Regions from separate parts of the Capra hircus genome. Here region 2 is linked to region 1. Evidence: chromatin contacts called from public Hi-C data. All regions are on one chromosome and are shown on one strand. Each heading gives the region's core, a stretch centred on a gene start, on an enhancer-like site or on the middle of the called end of the contact. The rest is flanking DNA. Distances are from core to core; before and after follow the strand shown.

Region 1 (4,035 bases), core at 1,030-3,529:
GAATGATTTCTTGGTAATAAAATAATTGTTTAGAAATTCAGGGCTCCCAGGGGAAGTGTTCTTCCTGGTTTTTCCTCTGACTCCACAGAGACACCAGGAAGCTTTGAGGATGTGCGGAGAGATGACATAAAGACATCTTACAAGCATGGGGTCTCAGGCTTTATTGAAGGGTAGAGTGGAGATGTCGAAACTGCAGGGAAATGGAGACTCATTCTCAGCGTAGAGGAATTCTAGAAATCTAGGATCCGCTCAAATCGTGAATTCGTGGGTACCCTTTGGTCTAACTTTCCAAAGTAAGAAAGCTTCTGTTAGTATCCCCGAAAATGCTGTACCCAATCAGCTGTCACCTCCAGGGATAAGGCATTCGTTCTCACTGTAGGTGCATCTGACAGCTTATCTATTTCTTTTGTTGAGATGAACTCTGCTCCCCTGGAACTTTTTAGCATTTGTATGTATTCTTCCACATGACTTCTTACGTGTTTTTTCCTTACAAATGATAACCAAGATGGCTAAATAGCAAACTGCAGGAGAGGTGGTTCTCACTGGGGCCAGAAGCCCATCAAGGGCACCATGAACGCTGCTTCTTCTTGGGTCTGTCCTCACAGTCGAGGGCCACTGCCTTCTCTCTGGGCTTCAATTTCTTATACATTCAACAGGAGTTGTCTTAGCTTCCTATTGCTGCTGTAACAAATCACTACAAACAAAATTATTATCTTACAGTTCAGGAGGTCAGACAGCCAAGATGGGTCTCATTGGACTTGCACCAATGGCGGGGCTTCATTTCTTACTGGAGAGTCAGGGCAAAATCTGTCTTCTTGCCTTTGAAGACTTCTAGAGGCTGTACACATTCCTTGGTTGTGGTTATGTTGCTCTGACCTCAACTTCTATCGTCACATCTCCATTTTTGACTCTCTTGCCTTCTTATAAAAACCCTGTAATTACAGGGAACCCAACCAGATAACCCAAAGTAATTTCCCCATCTCAAGATCTTTGACATCATTACATCTGCAAAACCCGTTATAACTTAGCCTAGTCCCAGGTTTGGGGGTTTAGGACATGGGCATCTGCGGGGGAAAGTATTCCATCTCCAGAGCCCCCTCAGCTCTGTGACAGCTCGGCATCCCCCTCAGCTGCACCTACGCCTCCTCAGGGTTGAGGGAGCCCCCTGCTTTCTCGCCGGGTCTGGCTCCGTGGCGGGGAGGAGCTCTGAAGTCCCGAAGTCGCCTGCTCCACCTGTCTCATTGTGCTCAGTTTCTCATGAGTGAAGTTCAAAGACAAAAAAAGGGACCTAATTTTTACATCTCATGCGTGAGTGCTCACTCAGTCATGTCCGACTCTTTGCGACCCCATGGACTATAGCCCGCCAGGCTCCTCTGTCCATGGGATTATCCTGGCGAGAGTGCTGGAGTGGGTTGCCATTTTCTCCTCCAGGGGATCTTCTGAACCCAGGGATCGAACCCGTGTCTCTGGTGGCTCCTGCCTTGGCAGGTGGATTCTTTACCACTGAGCCACCTGGGAAGCCCCATTCACACTTCGAGGAACCGTATTTTTGTTGCCTAGTAGCCCCTCAAAGTCCAGATAAGTATAAGACATTATCCCCACCCTCAAAGAAGTTGATCATCTGATTAGAGGGAGACATACATAAGCACCCATGCAGACTTTTGACTTTGGGCAAGTGACTTAATAGCTCTAAGTCTTCTGCGTGTTAGGTGGAAATAATAGCATGTTCCTTTCCCCCCAGGAGTTATGTTAAGAATAAAAACAGATTTTATTATAGAAATACAAAGGTTTATTGGAATAACTTGAAATAACCTTGAGTGGTCACATCAAAGCAGTCATAAAGACTTAAATGACTAAATGTGATACAAAACTGTTCTAGGGGCAGTGCTGACTATGGTTTATGGTTTATGGAGGAGATGAAGACCTTAGGCTTTGAAGGATCTCCATCATCGACACTGACAAATTTCTTATTCTAGAACCTTGAAGAAATTGGATGGCAGGTTTGTTGAAGCTAGGACAGAGTACAAGTGGGCCCCCGGCAGAATGTCTAAGCTCCATGTACGTACCAGGGAACCGCAGACAGCCACCCTGGGTCACCCCTGGGCCTCAGAGTGCACACACACCGTGCAGTCATCCTGCGGATGATAGATCCAGGGGAGAGGCCAGCATGGGCCCTGAAAGCAGGCCCAGGGCCATTTAGGCAGGCATATGTGGGTCCAGAGGGGGTTGCTGGAGGAGGGCCAGCGCCAAGCCCTCTAAGGTGCAAACAAAGCCCAGTGCAGGGGCCCTGGTGGCCCAGGTTTGTCGGGCTGCTGGGGACACTAGTGGGGTGCTGCAGGCAGTGTGTAGGCAAAGGCATGAGGGTGGGAGCAGCTGGGTGTGGCCACAGATCTGTGAGGTCAGACCTGGGGAGTGGAGAGAATCCGAACAAAAGCACAGCACAACGGGAAACACCTAGTATGTTGCACGTAAATTATAGCAAGGAAACTGTTTTCCTTTGCTCTGTTAGTTTTGCATAGAAAGATATTGTGAGTGGTATTCCTTTATCCTTGTTCTTTCTGTTTGCCTGTCTGGCAGCACTGAGTAGAAAGTTCTGTACTTACAGTATTGTGTTCAGTGGTGTCCTGGTAAATGTGTAACAGTGGGCTCAGGGATGGGGTGGGAGCCATCATTTTTAGAGTTGACCAGTTTCCATGATGTAAATTGCCCACCTACAGCTGATTTCATATTACCAACAGAATGTTACTGAGCGATCTCTCCAAGCTGGCTCCAGCTTTCATCTGCTCTATCAGTTCAATTCAGTTCAGTTGCTCAGTCGTGTCCGACTCTTTGCGACCCCATGAATCGCAGCATGCCAGGCCTCCCTGTCCATCACCAACTCCCGAAGTTCACTCAGATTCACATCCATCGAGTCAGTGATGCCATCCAGCCATCTCATCCTCTGTCGTCCCTTTCTCCTCCTGCCCCTAATCCCTCCCAGCATCAGAGTCTTTTCCAATGAGTCAACTCTTTGCATGAGGTGGCCAGAGTACTGGAGTTTCAGCTTTAGTATCATTCCTTCCAAAGAACACCCAGGACTGATCTCCTTTAGGATGGACTGGTTGGATCTCCTTGCAGTCCAAGGGACTCTCAACAGTCTTCTCCAACACCACAGTTCAAAGGCATCAATTCTTCAGCACTCAGCTTTCTTCACAGTCCAACTCTCACATCCATACATGACCACTGGAAAAACCATAGCCTTGGCTAGACGGACCTTTGTTGGCAAAGTAATGTCTCTGCTTTTGAATATGCTACCTAGATTGGTCGTAACTTTCCTTCCAAGGAGTAAGCGTCTTTTAAATTCATGGCTGCAATCACCATCTGCAGTGATTTTGGAGCCCCCCCAAAATAAAGTCTGTCGCTATTTCCACTGTTTCCCCATCTATTTGCCATGAAGTGATGGGACCAGATGCCATGATCTTTGTTTTCTGAATGTTGAGCTTTAAGCCAACTTTTTCACTCTCCTCTTTCACTTTCATCAAGAGGCTTTTTAGATCCTCTTCACTTTCTGCCATAAGGGTGGTGTCATCTGCATATCTGAGGTTATTGATATTTCTCCCAGCAATCTTGATTCCAGCTTGTGTTTCTTCCAGCCCAGCGTTTCTCATGATGTACTCTGCATATAAGTTAAATAAGCAGATGTTCATTTAAAAACAAAAAATATTTATTTCATTTCATTTAATTAGTTAGGCTGTGCCCATTCTTTGTTGCAGCATGGGGGACCTTGGGTCTTCATAGCCGCATTCAGGATCTTTAGTTGCAGCATGTGGGATCTAGTTCCCTGACCAGGGATGGATCAGGCCCCCTGCTTTGAGAGCATGGATTCTTAGCCGCAGGACCAGCAAGGAAGTCCCTTTACCTTTTTATTTTAATCCTCAAACAACACTGTGAACACTTATTTCCTACTTACAGATAAGAAGCAAGCTCAGAAGGTGACATTTCCTAACCCAGGCCTGTCAGACTGCCAAACCTACAAGCCTTTCCCCCTTTTATGGA
Region 2 (3,986 bases), core at 643-3,142, 120 kb before region 1:
CCTCTTCTCGCAGGGCAAGTGAGAGGATTGAAGGAAACGCTTGTGAACGGTGGTTGATCACAATGGGAGCGTCACTGCTGTGTAGTGAGGGAACTTGTGAACTCGGACCACTAGGTGGCAGCAGGGCTCTATCAGCTGAGATTGGGCCTGGAAGAGCCCCTGGTCAAATTGAAATACAGAGGCTGCCAGGCAGGTGGTGCAGATGGGAGGAAGGGCCAGGTGAAAGACCCTAGGGAGTGGCAGGGGCTGTGATGGACCAGCAGGAACACACTCCAGCTGCAGGAGCTTGCAGCTGCTCGGCTTCGGTCAGTGTTGCCACATCAGAATGAGGGCCAAGTGGTGCCAGGCATTCTGATTTTTTGAGAGAAATCAAATACCAGGGTTTTGTTTTGTTTTTTGATGTGAACTCTTCTGTGTGGAGATTGTGCAGGTCACAGAAGATCCCCCCCTAGTACATCTTCTGCCAGAGTGTGGGTTGGCTGCCCTGGTGGAGAATCTCCTCTGAAGAATTAGTTTCATGTCTATGTCCTGTGAAAGCCCTACGTGTGTCTCCGCTTCACTCACTACTTCATCAGACATTAATTTCCTTGGATCTCTGGGGAGCACCATTCTCTTTTATGCTATTGTTACTATTGTTGTCATCAAACTTCTGTTAGGTTGTGAGCCATATTTTCTGACCATCCATGAGGATCTCCATAGGACCTGTTTCACAAGGTTCTTTTGAGGAATAAATGAGCCAGGACCTGACTCATTAGCACTCAATAAACATACTTATCATTATTATGGGGACGTGAGGGGAGATGACATGACATTTGGAGGAAGGTTTGCAGGGCCTGTCTTTCTCTCAGTATAGGGGCTGGTGACAAGGCCTGGCCACTCCCTTATGTAGATGAAGCCCCCTGGCTTGTGAGGGCCTCATGGAGACTGGTTCCAGCCCTTCCCTCAGAGGCTGCTGTTACACCCCAAAGGGATTCTTGGGACGTCCCCTGGTCTGGATCCCTGCTGCTGCATCTGGGTCAGGGTGGGCAGCATTCCCATCCAGGACAATCTCAGTCATGGGCAGGAGTGTCCTAGATTCTCCTGCCTCTCCCCAGTGATAGGACTTTCTGCAGTTCACTGCCTCAGGACAAGTCAGGCAGCGATTCAGGGATTCAGGCGATAATCAGGCATGCAGGTGCACTGAAGCAGGACTCTGCTCATAGGCTTAGGGCCCTTTGCATCCAGAAGCATCTTCTCAGGGTGTTCCCAGGAGACCCAGCAGCTTTGGGGACCAAAGCTCCTTGCTGGAGGTTCCAGTAGCAGATTCAGGAACAAAGAGAGGGGGAGATTAGATTTGTCCTTGCGGGCTCTGATTTATGCTGAGCTCAGGAACACTAGTGAGTGCTGTTCCGTTAGGACTCAGGCAGCTCCCATGCTTCCAGGCACCTCAGGGTGGTGGTTCTGGGTTCCCTGCCTTGGACCCATGCATCAGGGGTCTGGGCAGCCTTGAGGCCTATGAGTAGGAAGGGAGCTCAGTGGCTGAAGGTTTGGAACAGCCTTGAGCCTCAGAAAAATTGAGGCCAGAGCGGGTGTAGGAGTTGCATCCACCCCTTCTGAGCAGCTCTCATTTCCAGAGGTTAGTCATTTGCTTGCTCGCTCTCACAGTCATTCCCTGACCAGCTCTGCTGTGTACTAGAGAGAACTACATTTCCCAAGCTCCTCTGACCTCTGATTTTCTAGTATGTTTGGCCAGTGGGAGACACTGGCAGGAAGGAGGAGAGGAGAACTCTAGATATTTCTCCCTCTCTCAGTTTCAGGCTGTATCTCTGCCTTGGCTGGTCTCCTCCATGGTTCCAGCTTCCACTGGATGTTCCTTGCCTCTTGGCCTTGGGAAGGCCTGGCTGTGCTTCCAGTTTCTGTCAGATAGCGTCAGATACTGGCACTAGTAACACTGCCGCTTCCCTGCGTTCCTCCAACCTAGAGACTAGAGTGTCTTTTTGCTATTGTTAGTCCCTGTGGTGCTTCCAGGATCTTCTTTAACCTGTGTAACTCCCTCCCCATGTCTCTCTGTTCACAAGTCATAGAGTGGTTCTCTTTCTGACTGGACAGTGACTCTTATGTGGCTTAGTGGCTAAGGGAACAGGGAGGTGGTGGATAGTGGAGCTGGAGCTCCAGATGCCTCTGCCCCTTGGGCTGCCCAGCCTTCAGAGGAGACTGGGAGCATCACCAAGTCTGCTACACCTTCCCTGGGTCAGGGAACAGTTGGGCCCTCCCCACCCAGAGCTCTTGAAAGAGTGTTCAGCTGTAGACAGCAGCTGAGTGGGTCAGGCTCAGGGTCAGTGGCTGTGAGAATCTGCAGATCAACCCTTGTTTGGGGCAGCTGAAGCTGTTCCTACAGGGTCCAGAGAAGCAGACCCAGAGGAGACCCACGGGTCACTGTGTGAGAGCAGAGCCAGGCTGCATGCGGGAGGAGTGGATCACCTCCTTCTAGCCATAGGGCCTCGAGTCTGGCCCAGGCTCGGGGCGGGGGGCAGTGAGATAGGAACTGGAGGTGGGGCTTCTGGCCAGGGAAGAGCCTGCTTGTCTTGATTCTGGGGTCTCAGTGATTCTGGGCACATCAGCAGAGTCTCTGGTCTGGGAAAAGGCCAGTGCAGTAATAGCAATCACCGCAGCTTCTGTTCATGTCTCAGAGGGCTGTTTGAGGGTGATGTGAGGGAATCCACTTTACATGATTAATCCAGTGCTGGCACATAGGAAGCTCTCAAGATCTGCAAGCTAAAGAAAAATAAAAACAAAAAAATAACCCCTACAAATCTCAACAGCAACCAGCCTCTGTGGACCTTATTCTATAGGCATTTCATGGAATAGGCTGGTGTCTAGTTTGCAGTGAAACCCAGGCCTCTCCCCTGGAGCGGGGCTGGGGCTGGCAACATAGTCCCAGCTGCCAGGGCCAGGAAGAGGGTCAAGTCAGGTGACAAGTTGTGAGGTTGGGAGATCACTGTGATCCCAGGACACACGCCCCAGAGATATGGGGACAGATAGTAGATGTCCAGAACTGCAATGGGGCACTTAAGGACAAGTATCACCTCATGTTCAGACAGAAAAGATATCAAGGCCAGGTCAGAGAGTGGGTACCAGTCTTTGGGTTGAAGTTCAAGTACTAGGCCCTGGGGACTTAGCAATCAGGTCCACTAAAATCAGACACTGGCAGGAGGCAGCATTCAGCACTGGGCACGAGAAACTTCGTTTGGAGCCCTAGGGGCCAGAGCTGCTGGAAACTCTCCTATCTGAGGACAGGATTGAACCTAAGGAACAAGATGGGTTGCCTGTGGGCAAGGGGCTGGGATGGAGAGGGTATGGGATAAAGAGGCTGTGGTAGTCAGGAGCCCAGACTTCCCACTGCAAAGCATCCAAGTTCAAATCCCGACTCCACACCTACCAGCTGTGTGACCTCATCGAACAAGTTACTTCATCTCCCTAAAACCTCACTTTCCTCTTTGTGGGTAAGCCAGGAAATAGTCCTACCTCAAAGGGCTGTTGGAATGTCGAGACGGGATCTTTCACGGAGGCGTTAGCACTGTGTCATGGAGGCATTAGCCCTGTGTCTGCGACGTAGGAACGCTGCTTGAATGATCCTCAAAGACACAGCCAGTTTTTCTGGCTCCCACCCCCTCCAAAGGATTCTTCCCCAGGTTTGCCCACCGTGACCCCCACTCGAGTCTTCTCTGGGCTGACGCTCTGAGTACATTTAACCTTTGCTCTAACATCTGTGTTTCTGACCCTTCACCACCTCAGGCTCTAAAAAATACCCTTTCACTGCGTAGGCGCTTTCCAAACTGAAAGCAAGTGGATGTCTTAAGAGGCCAAAAGTTGTCCCCCTGGGAACATAATGTGACCATGTCCTCGGATACTCCGTGGTGAGTAGAGCTCGCCATCTTGGATTACTTCACCCTGTCAGGAAGCTCCCTCAGAGCTCAGGCAGAGCAGTGGAGATAGCCTTGCTGATA

The links. A called contact is a pair of places that touch in the nucleus more often than the background predicts.
Region 2: a contact with region 1 is called in a Hi-C map of liver, with 6 times the contacts expected there. The contact joins two enhancer-like sites. A contact is called at or near these places in 3 of 5 Hi-C or Micro-C datasets (blood and liver).

The regions. Positions count from the first base shown.
Region 1 is chr7:49,306,260-49,310,294 of ARS1.2, reverse strand. All of the region lies in intron 1 of PPARGC1B (peroxisome proliferator-activated receptor gamma coactivator 1-beta), which reads left to right. Among named protein-coding and RNA genes, the nearest start is that of MIR378, 34 kb to the left of the region's middle. Within about 2 kb of position 2,279, at least 1 of the 5 cell types and tissues checked has an H3K27ac peak or open chromatin away from gene starts, as enhancers often do.
Region 2 is chr7:49,428,962-49,432,947 of ARS1.2, reverse strand. No RefSeq gene overlaps it. Among named protein-coding and RNA genes, the nearest start is that of ARHGEF37, 62 kb to the left of the region's middle. Within about 2 kb of position 1,892, at least 2 of the 5 cell types and tissues checked have an H3K27ac peak or open chromatin away from gene starts, as enhancers often do.